Linked DNA regions of Mus musculus: all the other regions are linked to region 1. A link is a contact called in public Hi-C and promoter capture Hi-C data. All regions are on one chromosome and are shown on one strand. The core of a region is the stretch at or near the end of the contact, and the rest is flanking DNA. Distances in the headings are between cores, read along the strand shown.

Region 1 (2,546 bases), core at 20-2,519:
GCTCTTACCCACTGAGCCATCTCACCAGCCCCAGAAATAATCTCTCTGTCTGTCTCTGTCTCTCTCTCCCCTCCTTCCCTCTCTTACCCTCACACTCTCCCTCTCTCCCTCCCTCCCTCCCTCCCACCTTCTTTTCCTCCCCTTTCTCTTTTTGAGACAGGGTCTCTGTATCTCAGGCTGACCTCAAATTCTATGTAGTTGAGGAGGCCTCTAGTCCCTTCCTTATTCTTTTTCCTTGGTTCCCCCTACCCCCACAGTGCTGAGGTTACAGGATAGCACATCTGGTGTGGCTGTCCTTTATAAAAATCAATTCTGGAGCCAGGCGGAGGCAGAGGTAGGCAGATTTCTGAGTTCGAGGCCAGCCTGGTCTACAAAGTGAGTTCCAGGACAGCCAGGGCTATACAGAGAAACCCTGTCTCAAAAAAAAAAAAAAAAAAAAAAATCATCAATTCTGGAGAAAGTGTATCATCTCAGTGGCATATTTGGCAGCAAAATTAAGCAATGTTTAATGAGGATAAGATGTTTTCTATCCTCTTATAGTTCATCAGTTTTAAATTTTATGAGAAAACTATTAGACATTTAATGCTTACAGTTTAGCTTGTTGAATTAGATATCTTTGAAATATAGTGTGCTGTCTCCATTAGCTGACCTACATCCCATTGCCATAGTACTCTTTAAAAGTATGATTTAGAGGTTGGACATTTAGGTCAGTGATGCCTAGCAAGCACAAGGCCTCATCATATTCCATCCCCAGGAGGACACACTCACACACACACACACACACACACACACACACACACACACACACACGAAATCGCTAAGGTTTGGTGCTCCAATGCATAATGCTGAGAGAGAGAGAAACAAAAATCAATCAGTAAAGAAAATAAAAGTGCGTGTATGTACAATCTAGAAACATGTTGCTGGATACCGCTCACTCCAGCAGGGTTTTTGCTTTCTCCTGCCCTGAGGAGTGGTGGCATGGAAACTATGCAGTTTGCAGGTAATGCGCTGTATGGTGTTCAATATCTTTTCATCGAGTGTACTTAGATCAGTCTGAATAACTGCGAAAGTTTCTTTTTTACCTAAATCTTGTGCTGGTGAAGAGGCAAGGGGCAAATCTTTCCTAGGCCATCGGTGGCAGAAGACCCTTCGTCCAGCCCCGCCCATCGCCAGGAGCTCCTCCCTCTCACCAGCCCCGCCCACTCCTTCTTCGTAAGCGTGAAGCGCCGGCGCTACAGCTTTTTGTCCCTCGCGGCGACCCGTCCTCCAGATGGTTGTGGCGGCCGCCATGGAGGCGAGTGGGCTCTGAGGAGAGGCCGGGCTGGGCCGGCGGCCTCCAGCCACGAGCGGCGGAGGCCACGAACACGTAGTGGGGGAGGCTGGAGCGAGCCGGGCCGCTGCGGGAGGCTCGGCGTTCCGAGTGTGCTCCGGCCGCCGAGCCGCCGCTCCTGGCTCCGGCTCCGGCTCCGGCCCTGGCTCCGGCTCCCGCCGCAGACATGGCGGGCGGGCATTGCGGCAGCTTCGCCGCGTCGGCGGCCAGCAGCGGGGAGATCGTGCAGCTGAATGTGGGGGGGACCAGGTGAGCCCGCGACCGCGCGGGAACAGTGGGTGGGACGCCCGCTGCTGTAGGAGTGGCATGTGCCAGCCTAGGTGGGATAGGTGTTACAGCCGGGGCGGCGTCTGCACGGCCAGGTGGGGTACCCTCGGCAGGGCAGGGTGGCATCTACCTGGTCAGGTCGGGTACCCACTGCAGGGCAGGGCGGCGTCTACCTGGTCAGGTCGGGTACCCTCCGCAGGGCAGGGTGGCATCTACCTGGTCAGGTCGGGTACCCACTGCAGGGTAGGGCGGCGTCTGCACGGCCAGGTGGGGGACCCGGAGACAGGTAGGTACAATTTTGCATGATCCAAGCAGCCCTATGCACTCTTCAGAGTCTGGTTCCAGGTCGAGTGTATAGACTGTTAAAACTCAGTCTTTATTCCCCCGGGTTCCTATGGTGTAAGTAAGGCCACAGGAACACAGTTGGCATGGTGGGCCTGCCTGACCAAGTGACTTGGGGCCTCTGGAGGGTTGAGGCATGCTGACACCGAGCTGTCAGCGTTGCAGCTGGTTGTCGTCTCCCGTGCTAGGGCTTGAGTTGTTGCATAGGAGCAACCGGTTGGACTGTTGAGTCTTTAGTCTCTATTAGACCTTCCACTCCCATTTTGTTGGAGTGGAAGTTTGTTGGCAAAACAAACAAACAAACCAAACAAGCAACAAAACCAAAAACCCATTTTTGTATTTGCCGTGACTTACACATGACTCTTCTCAGAAAAGGATATTGCCCCTACTAGTTGAGGGAAGCTTGGGTTTAAGGCATAGTAAGAATAGAGGGAGAGGGGGGTTCTAATGCGCAGGCTATTCTGTTGTCCTGGGAAGGCTAGTTTTCAATGTCTTAAGATTTTAAACGTGTAACACTTTTGTTATTTAAAAATACAAATTAACAGTTGTGAAACAATGGGCTCTCTGAGTGCTGGAGAACTTGGGGTGGTCTTCCTGCTTTGTCACC
Region 2 (2,546 bases), core at 27-2,526, 1.8 Mb after region 1:
TGAGATGGCTCAGTGGGTTAGAGCACCCGACTGCTCTTCCGAAGGTCCAGAGTTCAAATCCCAGCAACCACATGGTGGCTCACAACCATCCGTAACAAGATCTGACTCCCTCTTCTGGTATCCCTGAAGACAGCTACAATGTACTTACATATAATAAATAAATAAATCTTTAAAAAAATAAAAATAAAAATAAAAAAAAAAAATAAAAAGCTTCTCCTAGTATTCTAACTGAAAATCGTGAGAACTTAAAAGCTACAAGAAAAACAACACTGGTTAGAAATGGTCTCTAGAGAGGAACCAAATAAGCCATCTGACCTAAGATATTCTTTTAACTTTTCAGTTATCGGTGATGCTAAACAATCAGACATCACAGCCCACTGGCAGGAACTTTAAAAATCACAGTTCTTGACTTACTGGTCAGATTTTTATGTTTCAAGATGGACCGCAAGACATCTACTTTCTTGTTACACTAACGTTTCTCTGAAAAGCGTTGGAACAAACGGGGGGTGGGGGTGGGGGTGGAGGTTGGGCGACCAGGGTTTTCAACTAGAAAATCCAAAACTGAGCTATCATCTCTGGTACTCAGGGGCACAGGACAACTTTGCCTCTTAAATTTTCTGTACCTGCGAGTCTCCTACAGCAGGGATGTCATTAAAGATCAAGTGTGATTTGCGAAAGCAGTTTGGAAACTTACAGCAGTGGACCAGGGTACCCTAAAGACAAATTCCAACCTGGGGCTACTGGAAAACGCCCCTTTCCCATAAACTAGGACAGAGCCTCCAGGGCGGTGGAAAACTTCTAGGCTTTACACGAACCGAGCTGCGCAGGGAGTACAAGAGCCTGGTGTCTCTGCTACTAAGAAACTTCTGGGACTGGGAATTTCTGTGATCTTGTCAACCACGGAATCTAGTACAATGTGGCCGGTTTGGCAGGGACAACGGGAACGCGGCCTGAAGAAACTTGGTGCACGGCCGTCTCTGACCCGGAGCCCCGCGAGCTGCTCGCCGGCTCGCTCGCCCCGTTCCCAACCGCCCGCCGGGCTCACCAGCTCTTCCCGGCGGCGGTTCCGATCGCTGGGCGCCCGTCGGCCCCAAACATCAACGACACCCGGGAGCGCGGCCTCGAGGCTCAGGCCCGAGGACCGACTCCAACTCCCGCAGCCCCGGCCAATTCCACACAGGACTTCAGCATTTTGAGAGCAACTTCCGGAAGCCGGCTGGAGGCGGAAACCGGAAACCGGAAGCGACCATTCGCTCACCTTAGCCTACCCTGACCCTTCCCATCAGCAGCTCGAAATTCCAGGAGAAAGGGGCGAGTCGACTCAAGTCTGGTCTCACGTGTACAAATCCGATTTCTCTGTCCAGTTGCTTGAAACTGAAACAGAGTGAAAGGAAAGGCCGATAAGTCGGAAGTGACCTTGGTTCAGCCCAGTTGCCATGGAGACTAATAGTAACAATTTTGGTGAACTCCAGGAGTTGAAGGACATGGCTACTTTAGCCAAGCTGCTGGCGCGGGCACCCTTTCTAGAAAGTCAGTACTACTTTAGGAACCGGTGAGTAGTGAAGAGAGGGGTCTCAGAAGATGTTTACTGTTAACAAATTACTTAATTCAGGAAATAATTCTAAATTCTTCTTCTCCCCATGGGGATTCAAACATGATCAGAAGTTTATATATATATATATATATAATCAATCACAAGTGGATTATATATACATTGACAAGTCATTAATAAGTTAATATTCTCTAAGGAAGATCCCAGAATAGAGAATTATTAAGGGCCGCCCTAAATGAAGTAAACCCCGACTGGGGAAACAGGCAGGAGGATGACTGTGAGTCCAGTCCAGCCTGGGCAACACAGAAAATTCAAGGCTGCCCTGGGCAACATTTGGGAGTCTTCCTCAAAATACTGTTTTGTTTTGTGGGGCTTTTTTTTTTTCGACATTTTAAAATAATCACTGAGAAATTTGGTTTGGTGAAACCTATTTTATACAATGTAGGTCTAGTGGCCTAATTAACGTTAACCAGGCTTACCCAGGTAGTTCCATGAATTCAGAATATCAATGTCCAAATGGGAATTTGAGCTTCACTTAATCTCACAAACATCACAGAATTCAATTCATCTGTGATTCATTTGTCCAAGTGAAGTTTCTATACCATTGTGACAAGATAATTGGTACAGTAAATGGGCAAGAGCTAAGGCAGCATTCTCACCCCCCACACCTAAACTTCCTCTCCATGAAAAGGGGACATTGAAACTAGAAGCAATGGCCCAGTGGTTTTCAAAACTTAGAAGGAATCACAAAAAGTACATTACAAAAAGTGTGATAAATTATAGCAGACCAGCAGTGACCAAGTCAGTGTGAGAAAGTCCTGATAAGCTATTCTTATCCTAACATACATCTCAACTATAGTTTTGCTATTTCATCGTGAACCTCTAGCAACTACAGTGATAATTCAATCTTGTAACTTTTGTGAGAAACTATGGATTTTCTTGCTAGAAGTAGGCCAATGTTGCTTTTTTTCTTGCCTCTTAGTTTAACCATTAT
Region 3 (2,546 bases), core at 30-2,529, 1.6 Mb after region 1:
ATGAATACAGCAGGGAGGGGCAGAGGAAGCCTACCCACAGGGGGAGAGTCACCCTCTGTAACATAGAGAGTTCAAGGCCAGCCTGGACTACAGAGGACCCTGTCTCAAAAGACAGAAGAGAAGGATGACTGAGGAAAGGGAAGAAGAGAGAAGAGGGCATGGAGCCCACACAGAGAGGCTCCTCCAGAGGGAGATCCCCAGCCTGGCGATCAGGCCTTCAGTGTCTTCCAGGGGCCAGATACGCTTGGCTCCTGTCCCTCCACGGCTGCACTTTCACAGCCAGGCAAAGTGGATGCTCTCCTCAAAAATCCTGCCTGACTCTATCATAAGCTGGAGAACATTTAAAAAGATAGGTCCAGTTGTTTTGTTTTTTGTTTGCTTTTGTTTTTCCAGAGGAGTAGAGGCAGCACTTAGCCACTGCATTTCGAACTCCTTGCCTCTGGAAGATGGGGCCCAACAGTCTTGTCATCAGCTTCCTTTGCAGGCTCCTGGCCTCTGCTCATTCAGTGCCTGCCTGTATTATCCTGCTCCGAGCGTCAGCATTGCCAGGCCACCCTCCTGCTGACTGGTCTCTGCCCTCACAAGTCTGTCTTCTGGGTCTATCCAGGTAAGCTCTTCAGCTCTAGTTGGAGGGTATGCAGGCCGTGTCATTCTGGTATTGCAAAGACTATATAAAGACTCCTTCAGGCCACCTCAGAAGGTCATGGAGTCATGCTTGTTGTAGGCCATGCTAGGACTCTCAAATTGTGATAAGAAAAGATGTCTATTCCCTAGCCTGAGCAGGGATGGGAGGTGCCCAGTTCAGTGTTTCTTTCCTGGTCATCTCTGGCTGCCCCCAAGTGCCACTGCTCAAATTCTGGTATCTTGCTGTCCCATCAGGGTGACATAGAGGAAAAATTCACAAGAGACAGGAAAAAAAAAAAAAAACCTGACAAAGCTGAAGAGCGCTTGCTTCTCCACAGCCTCTTGAATCTCCCTGCCTGGGCTGCCAGGTGGGGGTTGTGATTAATGAAGAGATGTCAGAGCAAGAATTCTTGTAGCTACGATGAATGTGGATGGATTTCTTTGAGAATTAGTTGGGGCTGAATGGGAGGAAAGGCAGAGAAAGGAGCCTGTCATGGCTGCGAGCCTGTCATGGCTGCCAGCCTGTCATGGCTGCGAGCCTTGGCTGTGCAGCCATTGACTGCCACCCCATCCCACCTGCATCTCTCAGCACCCACACCCTCCAGCCCTCCAGTGGAGCCGCAAGCCACCTCCCCTGTTATAAATAGCAGCACAGATGTTGACAGAAAAATGCTCCCTTAATTACCATACAAACTGCTCTACTTGAGTGAGCCGCTTAAAGCAGCCTCCAAAGGAAGTTCACTCAAGCAATTCCGCAGATTACAGCTAATGAACAATATTTCCTCGCACCTATTTAGTGCTCATTAAAATGTAAAAGCCTTTCACTTCAAACAGACGCACAATAAATAATTCCGCTCTCCCTTTCTGTCTCTGAGCAGCTAGGAACAGGAAAGAGGGCGCTGAAGGAGCGAGGCTGGGCAGGGAGTGGCTTGGAAGAAGACAGTCTGGCAGAGAAGGGAGATCCAATAATCACGGGGGCTCCTGAATACCTCTTCGATGCGCCTCTTTCCTGGTAGGAGGCATGTGTGCATTTGGAAATCAATGGAGATTTGGAGATCCCATGACTGGACACACAGCCTGTAACCAGTCATGAGTGAAGGTGGTCAGCAGAGAAAACCCACCATGAGCAACATGCCAACATTTGGAAGTAGATTGGGGTGGTCTCAAGATAGGGTGGGGCGTAGGAAGCCCAATACATTACTACATGGTTCTTAGGACTGCCCCGTGTTTAAATTTACCTGTCTGTCTGTCTCTCTGTTTCTTTCTTTCTTTTAGGTTGAATATTCATAGCCTAGACGTTTAGTGATCATTTCTATAGTTTGAGATGCATAGCAGGTAGCCCTTGAGTTGTTATTTGCCGCAGGAAGAACATAAGGAAGCTATGAAATGTGCTTCTATTCTTGCAGGGCCATGCATCTCCCCCCAAGGCCCTTTGATCACGTGACCCACAGAGCACAGCAGCTGGTGTGAGCCCGGAGGAGGTGGTAGGAAAGAGGGTGGGTAGTTTTCACTTTGTGCATGATCAAACCTGATGACAAACACTCTCTTTCTTTTTAGAGCAATGAGCAGAAAGCACGTTAGCTGTTAAGATCTCTGGCTTTCTAGGTGTAGCTAATCTTCAGGCTGAAGTGGATTCGGTTTCGGTCAGTGTGTAAACTGGCCTCTGGGAATGTCTGTGAGGGTGTTATGAGTGAGGTTGAGCTGACAGGGGAATATCCAGTCTAACAGTAGGTGACACGGTTTCGTGGGCTGGGATCCTAGACTACACCGAAAGCAGAAAACAAGCTGAGGACCAGCACTTGTCTGTGCTTCCTGTCTGCGGGCCCATGATGACAGCCACCTAGCTCATGCTCCACCCACTGGCTTTATTGGACTCTAGCCTCACACCACTAGTCAGATAATCCCTTCCTTCTTTAGAGTGT
Region 4 (2,546 bases), core at 25-2,524, 1.2 Mb before region 1:
GCCATGTAGGGATGTGCGAACTGGAGAAGGGTGGCCAGAAACGATGTTTATAGCATATGTGGTCACTATGCCTACAATTGAAATAATACTTTTAAAGGTAATCGGGGGCGAATTCCTATAAATTCTGAGGTCTGATTGACTGGGACTCAGCCAGTGCGGGTAGAGGTTTTTAATATCAGACTTAGCGGCCCCAGTGTGAAATCTCTGGCACTTATTTATTTTTTAAAACCTAAGCCTACCTGTGTTTGCTCATCCTCTTTAAAAGGAAACTAGGGTGACTGGTCCTATTGATACTATCTATGATCATTTCCAAAGCAGAACGAGTTGTGCCCCCCCCCCACAACATTCCGCCCTTTATGCCACCCCGACCCTTAAAATATCCACTTTTTTTTATCCTGTATACTTTTCCGAGCCTTCCTCCATCCCAGTCTGGGGAGTGCTCCCGGCCGCTGGGAGAACTCCATCATCTGTGTCAGTGAAATGGAAAAAAAAAAAAAAAAAAAAAAAAGACCTGCGTCCTGGAAGAGCAAGTGTGAGCCGGGCGCCGCGGTGCACAACGCCCGCAGATGGCTCGCGGCGGCCGGGGCGCGGCGATCCAGGCGCCCCAAGCAGTGGCAGGGCGGGGTGGGGGCCGGGGCTGGTGGCCCGGGCGGGGGAGCGCTGGGCCCCCCTCTCCTCCTCTCTCCCCAGCCCCTCACCCCCACCCCTTTTATATATATGTATATTTTTTTCCTCACAAGTTCTCTTGCCTCGCTATCCCCCCTTGAATCCGAAGGCGCCTCGCGATTGGGTGCTGGGACCGGGTACGTCAGTGGGACTGTGACGTGCAGTCTTCCTGTTTCCTTCAGCTGTGTCTTAAAGTAAATCTTGTTGTGGAGCGGAGCCCTCAGCTGAGAGAGCGCTGGGAAAGCGACGGCCACTGCAGCCGGGGAAGCCGCGCGGCGCACACAAGCCTCTCCGCCGTGCCCGCTGCTCCTCGGGCCACCGCTCCGCGCTCCAGCCCTCGCCGCCTTCTCCGCTCTCTCTCCCCTTCTTTCCCCGGGCTCCCGGCTCTGCCCTGCGCGCCTCTCCCCTCCCCTCCCTCCTTTCTCCCCTCGCCTCTCAGCACTCGCCCAGATCACTCGCTCCCGCACAGACTCACCGACCCCTGGGCCAATTATCACCAGTAAGACATCACCGCGTGCGCGCGTGGGTTTCTTCTCTGCCCGCAAGAGAAGAAGAGAGGGGGAGAGAGAGAGAGAGTGAAAAGAAAGAGAGAGAGAAAGAGAGAGAGTGGCTGCGCCCCGCTGCTGCCCGCACCGCGTAAGTATCTTCACCCGGTTGCTGTCCCCTCCCCTTTTCCAGAATCGCTCGCACTGGCTCGTTCTTGAATGGGAAAGAGAGAGAAGAGCCTCCCGTTACTCACACCCGTGTAAACATTCTTTTTCCAAGGGGGAAAATGGTGTTATTTACATGAATCGTGATCAAATAGCCTCTAAAAACAGTTTTCTAAGCAGGAGGCTCAGTGGAACTCCGAGCTCCGCTCCTCCCAGTAAACGAAGAGTAAGTGACCTGCTTGGCTTTTATTTCTTTCTCGCGCCTGCCGGTGACTGGGATGATGGTGGCGATGGGGGGAGGCTGGTGTTGCTGGACTTGTCGCTGATCTTGTCACCTTTTGTGTACTGTGTCTGGGATGCGCTGAGGCTCTGGCTTTCTTTTATTTTGTATTATTTTTATTTCTTTATTTTTCTTGCACTCTTTTCAGGGGAGGGGGCCGCGAGGGGGATGAGTCCCTTTTGGTTGTTGTTCTTCTAGATTTTTTTTTTCTTGCAATCTTCCCAGCTTCTTCTTTTTCTTCTCCGGGAGTTGAAACTCCAGGGCCTGTCCCCGAGTCCTTCTCCCTTTGTCTTGTTTATTCTAGCTGCCTTTCTTCCCGGCTTTCCCTATTTGCTTGCTGTTTGCATACCTTTCACTTCTCCTTTTTTAACCCGGGGCAGAGGGCCGGCCGTGGGGAAGAGGGCGGGGAGGAGGGGGCGCCCGGTGACTTTCCTCTGTGTGCTCAGCGCCGGGAGCTTGCACCCAGCTCTGCAACAGAGGAGAGACGAGTTGGGGGACGGTCCGGTACGGAGGAGCGAGCGCGGTGCCAGTCCACCCAGTCTGCTTGCGCCGCGCTGGGAAGCACTGAGTAGGGGGAGTTTGCCCGAGAGCCTCAGGGGTCGCTAGTGGGGCGACCTGGACGCCGCACCGAAGAGGGCCGGCCCGGGGTCGGGTTGTGCTTGGGCCGCCCATAGACGAGAAGAAGCTCCCAGCCATTACTGGCACGCTTGGGTGGTGGGCAGCTGCGCCCTGGCCTCGCTGAGTGCCGCTACTCTGCTGCCCCAGTTCCTAGGACTGGGGAGGGAGGAGAAGAGCCCAGCAGAGTGGAGAGGTGAGAGTGATTGTTGCTGAGAAGAAGGACGAGGAGGGCGGGAGGAAGGGGGAGAGCTGCTATCTTGCCTGAACAGACAAGGGGAAGAGACGGGGAGGGGGGCGGTAGACCTCACCCAAAGTCCAGCTGAGCAAGTTGT

Evidence for each region. Promoter capture Hi-C pulls out the DNA fragments that hold promoters and counts their contacts. Hi-C and Micro-C count contacts between places; a contact is called where the count stands out from the background.
Region 2: a contact with region 1 is called in a promoter capture Hi-C map of pre-B cells. The contact joins the promoter of Spata17 here to the promoter of Kctd3 in region 1. A contact is called at or near these places in 11 of 39 promoter capture datasets (the 3T3-L1 cell line, the C10 cell line, the HPC-7 cell line and 6 more), 2 of 484 Hi-C or Micro-C datasets (B cells and CD8 T cells), 3 of 115 datasets of contacts at active chromatin or transcription factors (astrocytes, extraembryonic endoderm stem cells and thymic regulatory T cells) and 2 of 9 other capture datasets (adipose tissue and pancreatic islet).
Region 3: a Hi-C map of B cells shows a contact between it and region 1, with 6 read pairs. The contact joins the enhancer-like site here to the promoter of Kctd3 in region 1. A contact is called at or near these places in 2 of 39 promoter capture datasets (the 3T3-L1 cell line and pre-B cells), 1 of 484 Hi-C or Micro-C datasets (B cells) and 2 of 115 datasets of contacts at active chromatin or transcription factors (embryonic stem cells and large pre-B cells).
Region 4: a promoter capture Hi-C map of hippocampal neurons shows a contact between it and region 1, with 4 times the contacts expected there. The contact joins the promoter of Prox1os here to the promoter of Kctd3 in region 1. A contact is called at or near these places in 2 of 39 promoter capture datasets (hippocampal neurons and liver), 1 of 115 datasets of contacts at active chromatin or transcription factors (extraembryonic endoderm stem cells) and 1 of 9 other capture datasets (pancreatic islet).

The regions. Positions count from the first base shown.
Region 1 is chr1:189,006,563-189,009,108 of GRCm38.p6, reverse strand. Kctd3 (potassium channel tetramerisation domain containing 3) reads left to right here and starts at 1,269. Exons shown (of 18, transcript NM_172650.2): 1 at 1,269-1,579. The coding sequence starts at 1,497.
Region 2 is chr1:187,214,176-187,216,721 of GRCm38.p6, reverse strand. It overlaps Spata17 (spermatogenesis associated 17), which reads left to right and starts at 1,276. Exons shown (of 10, transcript NM_028848.3): 1 at 1,276-1,552. The coding sequence starts at 1,437. It overlaps Gpatch2 (G patch domain containing 2), which reads right to left and starts at 1,211. Exons shown (of 10, transcript NM_026367.4): 1 at 1,046-1,211. The coding sequence starts at 1,098.
Region 3 is chr1:187,377,019-187,379,564 of GRCm38.p6, reverse strand. No RefSeq gene overlaps it. Among named protein-coding and RNA genes, the nearest start is that of Gm37896, 70 kb to the left of the region's middle. Within about 2 kb of position 1,279, at least 60 of the 459 cell types and tissues checked have an H3K27ac peak or open chromatin away from gene starts, as enhancers often do. A contact at or near this core is called in B cells and pre-B cells, where this site is marked.
Region 4 is chr1:190,169,024-190,171,569 of GRCm38.p6, reverse strand. Prox1os (prospero homeobox 1, opposite strand) reads right to left here and starts at 1,274. Exons shown (of 2, transcript NR_151620.1): 1 at 1,142-1,274. Prox1 (prospero homeobox 1) reads left to right here and starts at 743. Exons shown (of 5, transcript NM_008937.3): 1 at 743-1,302.